2 separate regions of the Rattus norvegicus genome follow, and region 1 is linked to region 2. The links are chromatin contacts, called in public Hi-C maps. All regions are on one chromosome and are shown on one strand. The core of a region is the stretch at or near the end of the contact, and the rest is flanking DNA. Distances in the headings are between cores, read along the strand shown.

Evidence for each region. A called contact is a pair of places that touch in the nucleus more often than the background predicts.
Region 1: a Hi-C map of mammary epithelial cells shows a contact between it and region 2, with 2.9 times the contacts expected there. The contact joins the promoter of Kctd15 here to the promoter of Lsm14a in region 2. A contact is called at or near these places in 1 of 12 Hi-C or Micro-C datasets (mammary epithelial cells) and 1 of 1 datasets of contacts at active chromatin or transcription factors (oligodendrocytes).

The regions. Positions count from the first base shown.
Region 1 is chr1:96,407,708-96,411,113 of GRCr8, reverse strand. It overlaps Kctd15 (potassium channel tetramerization domain containing 15), which reads left to right and starts at 1,997. Exons shown (of 6, transcript NM_001109141.1): 1 at 1,997-2,257.
Region 2 is chr1:96,144,342-96,147,982 of GRCr8, reverse strand. Lsm14a (LSM14A mRNA processing body assembly factor) reads left to right here and starts at 1,535. Exons shown (of 10, transcript NM_001127552.1): 1 at 1,535-1,761. The coding sequence starts at 1,641.

The DNA.
Region 1 (3,406 bases), core at 748-3,247, 260 kb before region 2:
TTGTCGCGGAGCGCGGCAGGCGCGGGCGCGCGGAGCTAATTGCGACTCTAATCCTCTGCCCCGAGGCGCAGCCGAGCCCCGAGCCAGGAGTCGCCTGCGCGCGCCCGCTCGCGCTCGCCGCGCCGGGGTAATTTGGAACCGGATCGCTGCCCTTTGCAATCCAGGCTGGGCCGCGGCGAGGCGCACAGGCTACCGGCTGATTTTGGGGGGCTGTTTTTCCCCCTCCAGCCATCGGGGGAGGCCGCTGGAGAGAGAGGGAGGAGAAGAGGTGGGAGCGGCGGGAGGGCAGCCGGAGAGCGGCGCGAAGAGGAGGCGGCGGCGGCCGCGGCGAGGAGGGAGGAGGCGAGGGGAGGGCGGGGAGGGGAGGCCCCGGCGCGGCGCGCCGCGAGGGGCCGCGCGGAGCGGGGGCCGGGGCGGGAGGGGTGGGTGGGGGGAGGGTTGGGGGCGAGAGAGAAAGTAACTCCAGGACGAGACCGGAGCGACCCGCGCGCATCGAGCACTAGGCGACGGGGCTGCGCCGGGCGCCCGACACCGGCGGCTGCGGGGGGCGGGGGCTGCGCCGGTGCCCGATCCACCGCTCCGGCTCCGAGGTAAGCCCAGCACGGCGGCCACCGCTCAGTGCCGCACACCCCTGGTTCCCAAAGTGGCTGCAATGCCGAGAAAGTCACTCGGCCCCGGGCCGGGACCTAGGCTGGGGGTGGGGGGGACGGGCTGCTTTGTCCCTCTGCTGAGCGCAGGGGCTGGCGGCGTGGGGGCGCCCAGCACAAAGGCCTGGCGCGCACGGGGCGGGGGGTGCCCACGTGGGCTGGTCCTAGCCGCGGGTGGACCCTCCCCACTCAGCCGGGCTCCGATCATCCTGCCGCGCGGTATATGCGTCCAGGTCCTCCGCACTCTGGTTCCAGTATGGGCTCGAGTGCCCTGCAGAGCTGGTGACTTTCCTGAGTCTGAAACCGGCTCCATGTAGCTGGAATTTTGGGGCTCACAGGACCGGGTTGGCGCCCAAATTATAGAAAAGGAAAAAGTCTCTAACGGGACAGATGTGCGTTTTCTGACGCCCACCCTTTGAGTCTCATGCCAGACGCACTGGTAGTGGTTCCAAGCTCAGGAAGGATGTGGGGCGGGGGAACGCGCCGCCCCAAGACCGGACCTCGGTCTCTAGATCTCCGCTGCCCACACGCACCCCCTGACCTGGATGCGAACACCCTCATTCTTCCACTCCCGCGCCTCTGTAGCACCTCTTATACCCTCCCTTGGGAAGCCCCCGACAGTAGAAAGATAAACCTTCAAGTTTTCACTCTGCGTCTCAAATGTGCATGAAGGAATTTAACTGCGCGAGTGAATAACAGCATTAGTTTCAATTAATTTTTTTTAAATCCCGGCAACAATAAACTTTGAGAACAAAAGCGCTTTTACGTCCTTAATTAGGCGAGCTTCCCATCTGTGGTCTTGAAGTGTCTGCCTCTTGATTTAACTTTGTCTCCGCCCCCCACCGCACTCCCACCCCTTCTTTGCTGGGCCCTTCGGGTGCCTTGGCCACCCCGCCCGCGGGGCCGGAGGTTCGGCCCAGCCGATCCTGTAGCCCCGAAGTTCACAACAGCCGGCTGGCTTTGCGACCGGGCTGGCGCGCACCAGGTGGCCCGCCGCGTCCCTCCCGTTCCACCCCTGGACAGTCCTGCAGGCCCCTGGCATTGCCGCCTCGGGCAAGCGCCCAGGGCGTAGAGCTGAAGGGAACTGGAGAGGCGCCTTCTGTTTACCTTTTATGGTTAAAATAACAGCTTAGCAAAAGAAGCGACTTCACGAAGAAGCGATTTAGTGAAATCGTCTCAAGCTGCCGCAGCTCAGCCAGTTTAATCACCCCCAGAGAGCTGAACAACTGCGAGCACAATGGGACACAAAATCATTTTGTGTGTAAATGAGCGTGGCATTCTGCTCACTTCCCTCTGTTCGGGCGGGCGGGGCTCGGCTGCGGGTGGGCGCGGGACCCGGGTCTCCCACCACAGCTTGGAGAAGCGGGTCAATGCTGGGCCAGTTTACAAACCCGCCGAGGTATCTGCAACAGGCTGCTTGGCCAAACCTCAGCCGCGCCTGGGTCCTGGTGTCTGGTGCAGTGAACTCGTGTGTCTCTTATCAAGTGCACTTTCTATGTTTGTGATCTCAGCAGTGTTCTGGGAAGAAGGGTCGTGGTCCACCACAGATGCGTTTGTCAGAGGGAGCAGTGGAGATTCGGGTCAAGGCTTAAGGCCTGGGGCTTCCAATGGTGAGTCTTGGGTTTGCGCTGTGAGAAACAGGCTGGGGCTGCTTGGGCGATGGGTGCTTGGTGCTACTTGTCACTTCTCAGTTGGGTCCTGGTAGTGAGGATATGTGGTGCTTTGGTAGCATTTGGGTGAGAATTCTCCCATCTCTGTTGACCTTCAGTGGGTGTTCCTCTACGACACCGTCTCTCCTCCATCTCCTACCAGGGCTGGATGACCCATCCCTTGGGTCTGCTTTGGTTTTCCAAAATCTTCCTTGAGATAAATGGCCTTGTTAATGTCCAAAACAGGGGACTGGACCCAACTCCTCCATGAGGCTAAAACACTCTCCCTCACCCCCAAACAGTTTCAGACCAAAGAACTTCCCAGGGCAGTGGGGATGTCAAACAAATCATGGGAGGGGAGGCACTTTCCTGACATTTAGTGGTTCCAGTCTGTGCACCTCAGACCATGTTTTATACTGGGATACTGAACGTTAAGACATAGATCTAGAAGTTTAACAGGAAAAAGCATCATGTGGGTACCCAGGGTACCATGTAGTTGACCCATATGGGTTAAACCTGTATCAGAGAAGTCCAGGGTGTGTGTGTGTGTGTGTGTGTGTGTGTGTGTGTGTGTTCTATTTCCCTTTGAGACAGCCCCGAGCCAGTCGAGGGGGTGCTAGAAACCTGTCCTTCTCCACCCCTCCTTCATGGGCCCCCTGAAAAGCCCCCAGGGTAGCTTCTGAGGACTGAGGCACAATTTTATTTCAGGTGTCTGAGGCACATAGGAAAGTCCCAAGTAGCTCTGGGGAGGAGGGGAGAAAGCCCATTTGCTGATTGCTGTCTGGCCAGCTCTCAGTGCCCCAAGGGCCTGTGATCCTGAGGGAGTCTGGAATACATTAGGCCCAGGCAGCACCATTCTGGGGGTCTATTGGAGAAGCAGGCAAACAAAGGCAGGTCCTGTCTGCTGTGGGAACTCTAGGTGACTGGTGGCTTCCCAGTGATGCTTCTGGCTTCTGTGGAAAGAGGTGTCCTATACCAACTGTCTTCCCTGGGTGGTGAGAGATCCTAGGCTGCCCAACCAACTGAGGGGATTGGCACCCCCCCCCCCCAGGTTCTCTCCACTGATGCAAGAGGAGACACGCTTGGTAACACGGCTCTAACTCAAAATAC
Region 2 (3,641 bases), core at 286-2,785:
TGTCCTAGGCTAACCTGGTTTAGTGGGACTGGGACACCCCAAAGAAGCCAGTTTCCCCTAGAGCTTCCACATCAGGAAGTGAGGGTTCCCCCAGCCTACTTCATTGCCTGTAAAAGGAGAGCAGGACCCTCCCACAGGCTTCTTCAAAAGCTTTTCACGGTATTTTAAATAAATCATCTCTTAGGGCGGCTTTGTGTATAATGAACTGTGAAAGCTGTGTGAAGAAGGGATACTTGGAACAGCATGGAGCTGTGTAACGAGAAGCTAAATCATAAGCCAAACTAGCAAGTCTGGTTTTCACTTTGTGTAACATGTAATCTGTGGGGAGTAGAGGGATTTGAACAAGAGTCCACCATCTCGGGGTTGGGGATTTAGCTCAGTGGTAGAGCGCTTGCCTAGGAAGCGCAAGGCCCTGGGTTCGGTCCCCAGCTCCGAAAAAAAAGAACCAAAAAAAAAAAGTCCACCATCTCTTGCTACTTGGACATGATTCCCCCGACTGCTGTGTTAAGAAAAACGAAGTAGGGCTAAGAGAAGTAGAGAGAATTCTAAGGAAGCTACTGCCAACACTTCTGGCACTAAATTAGTAACTGAAAGAGTAACTGAGACGTCTTGTAGAGCTGTACCGATGGAGATGATCCAGAAGATTTACAGTTAGGACAGGTGTGGAGGTGAAGACAATCCAGGGGCCTTAGTAATTAAGTAAACGGTCCCGGCTCATAGTAAACGGTCCCGGCTCATAGTTAACTCAGAGAACAAGCTAGAGGGATGAGTTTGGAGTAAAACGAGTACAGTTACACCTCTGGATGCAAAGTTTTAGGATGCCAATTTGGCACCCGATCGGAGAGACGATCGTTAAGAAAGTGGAATTGACTTTAAGTGGTCAAAGCTGCAGAGAAACATTTGGACTGATGTTTCTTGCATAACTAGAGGCCAGGAGCATCTTGAAAGCTAGAAACCGGGATCAAACCGTATAAAAGGGGTTGGACTCAGCAGGAAGGAAAAAGAGTTTTGGGAACCGAGTCCCAGCGCCGCCTGGAGCAGCAGCCCTTGGGGTGTGAAATTCCTTTGGCGAAGATGGCTGTTCTGGCATTGACAGTGAGAGCTCTGTGACCCGCGGAAACCGGCAGCTGGTCATGGAGCTAAGAGGCGACCGCTTACAAAGACTCTGGGATCGTAACAAAGTACAGCCCGCCTAGAGATGGCGGAGGCCGCAGTCAGCTTCACCAGGCGGGATGAGCCCTCATCCAGTTTTCACGCAAGGTCTAGGTGCCGTGAAACATTTCCGTCTCTCCGAAACTCCTACCGAGCGCAAGCTGGCGAGCCAGTCCCATCAACTGGTCTTCGGGCCGCCGCGGAAAGAGCCAGGAACCGTCGGTGAGCACACCGAGTCTCGCGAGAGAGTGCGCGGCCTCACCCTCCCGGCATGCCCCGCGCCGCCGCCGCTGCCGCCGCCGCCGCCGCCGCGCCGCGGTTTGAGGGCGGGAGGCTGGGGGAAGGGTAAGCGGAGCCGGCGCAGCCGCCATGTTGGTTCTGAAGAAGCTGCTGTGAGGCGCCGACGGAGCGAGCGGGCGGGCGTGCGGAGCGGCGGGCGCAGCGCGGGATCTGCCTGAGTGCGAGCGGCGGGCGACGGCGGCGGCGCCATGAGCGGGGGCACCCCTTACATCGGCAGCAAGATCAGCCTCATCTCCAAGGCGGAGATCCGCTACGAGGGCATCCTCTACACCATCGACACCGAGAACTCCACTGTAGCCCTCGCCAAAGGTACGGCGGGACGGGCCTCGGGGTTGAGGGGCGCGGGACGGGCGCCCCGCCGCCCTCGCGCTCTTCTCTCTCTGCAGTCCTCAGGGGAGGCCGCTCCCTCGGTCCCGGCTCCGGAGCGACAAGGGCCGGGCCGCGGCCTCCCCGGGTTCCCCGGGCTTCTTCCCCGGTAGCTCCGCGCCTTCCATCCAGGGAACGAGTGCGCGGCTCCCGGGGCGGGGCGATCTCAAAGTCCCGGGAACCAGCCAGAGAACACACCCAGGTTCGTGTCTTCCAAGACCGAAATTCGGTCGTTCCGTCTTCTGAAGCGCCGAACAAAGCCGGAGGAGTCGAAGAATCTTGACGCCTACCTAGAGTTGAATGCGGATGTGTTGATTCCCCGGGCACCCATTTTCTCAGCGTTCCTCATCTGGGTCGGTGGCGACTGTTCTCGAGTGAACTCCTAAGGAGTGTGCTCCAAACTTTGGGTTTGCGCCGCAGACTTATGATCTCGAAAGGCCATTTGGTACCGTCGAGTCGATCGCATCTCGTTTGTCTCCTCTGTGATTGTTACCTGTTAAGCCGGAATTCTTATGCAACCAAAGGGTGCACGTTAAAGTGCTTGCTTGCTGTCCCCACGGGCCTCTTTTCTGGAACCCTGGTAGAAAGGAAAGTTCAAGTTTTGATGATCCGGGACTCTTGTACACAGTTCAGATCGAGTACTGTCTGGCCGCCGACCGACTCCGCTGTACTTGGCGTTCCATGGGGAGAGGAAGTTGTGTTGAAGGGGATCACCCTACCTGCCCCATAGTCTGTACTGTCGATACAGTCAGTTTGTGGGTTTTGTTTCCGTTCACGCGTGCTAGACCTTTGCTGTGCCAGGAAGGCAGAAAGAAAATAAACTTGAGCTTCTGATCTTAGAGGATTTTATCAGTTTTTGATACCAGGGAGGGCTATTTTTCCACCACACCTAGTGGGATTGTTAAGAACTGCGTACATACGCTAGGAAAAGAGGTCCCAGGGATAGCAAGATTCTAAATCTAAAAATGTCAAATGTTAACTGAATGAAAGAGTCGCTTTACATTACCCAACTAGTTTTAATGACCCCTTTTAAAAACAAAAAACAAACATTCCTTTTAACAGTTTCAGTTTTGGGCCAAATCGACCTGGATAAGAAAACCTTTTTTAGGGTGTTGAATTGTACCTAATAAGGGTTAGGGGTGTGGCCTGATTGACAGCTCTACCCTAGCAAGTGGGAGATCTGTGTTCCCTCCCCGGAACCACAAAAACAAAGCTTAAAAAAGGTACACTATAAAAGAGTAGGGTGATGTTTTCCTTGGTTGCATTGTGATGATACTTATGTAAGTTTTGAGAGTTTACTTTAAAAAAGAAATCCTTGAATCAAATACTGAAAAAGTCAAGGAGTCTGCTTTTTAAAGAGCAGTTTGAGGCCTGGTGCTGTGACACTCCCCTGTAGTCCCAGATGTGCAAAAGGCATCTGGAACTAGGGACCTGCTGGACTGCTAAACCAATACAGCCAGGTCTTCTCAGTTGATAGAGTGCTTTCTTAAATGCAGAAAACCCTGCTTGGCTCCCCAGTGAGAAAAACCGGGTGTGGGTGGTTCCACCAGGGAGGTGGAGGCAGGTCAAGGCATTCAAGATCTGCTTGGTACACATGAAACCCTCTCAAAAAAGACAAAAACTGAGAAGCCAAGGGCTACGCCATAACTTTCTCTTTTCCTTATTGAGTGTTGCGACACATTGCCTGTTAGAGAACCTGCTTTCATCTTTGTGGATGCTCACGGTACTTAAGGGTATATGATTCTTTTTAGTATTAAAGCCTTGACTAATGGTGTGAGGCTGAGCTTGGTGGCACAGGTGCCACTGCCATTCAGGAGGTTAGT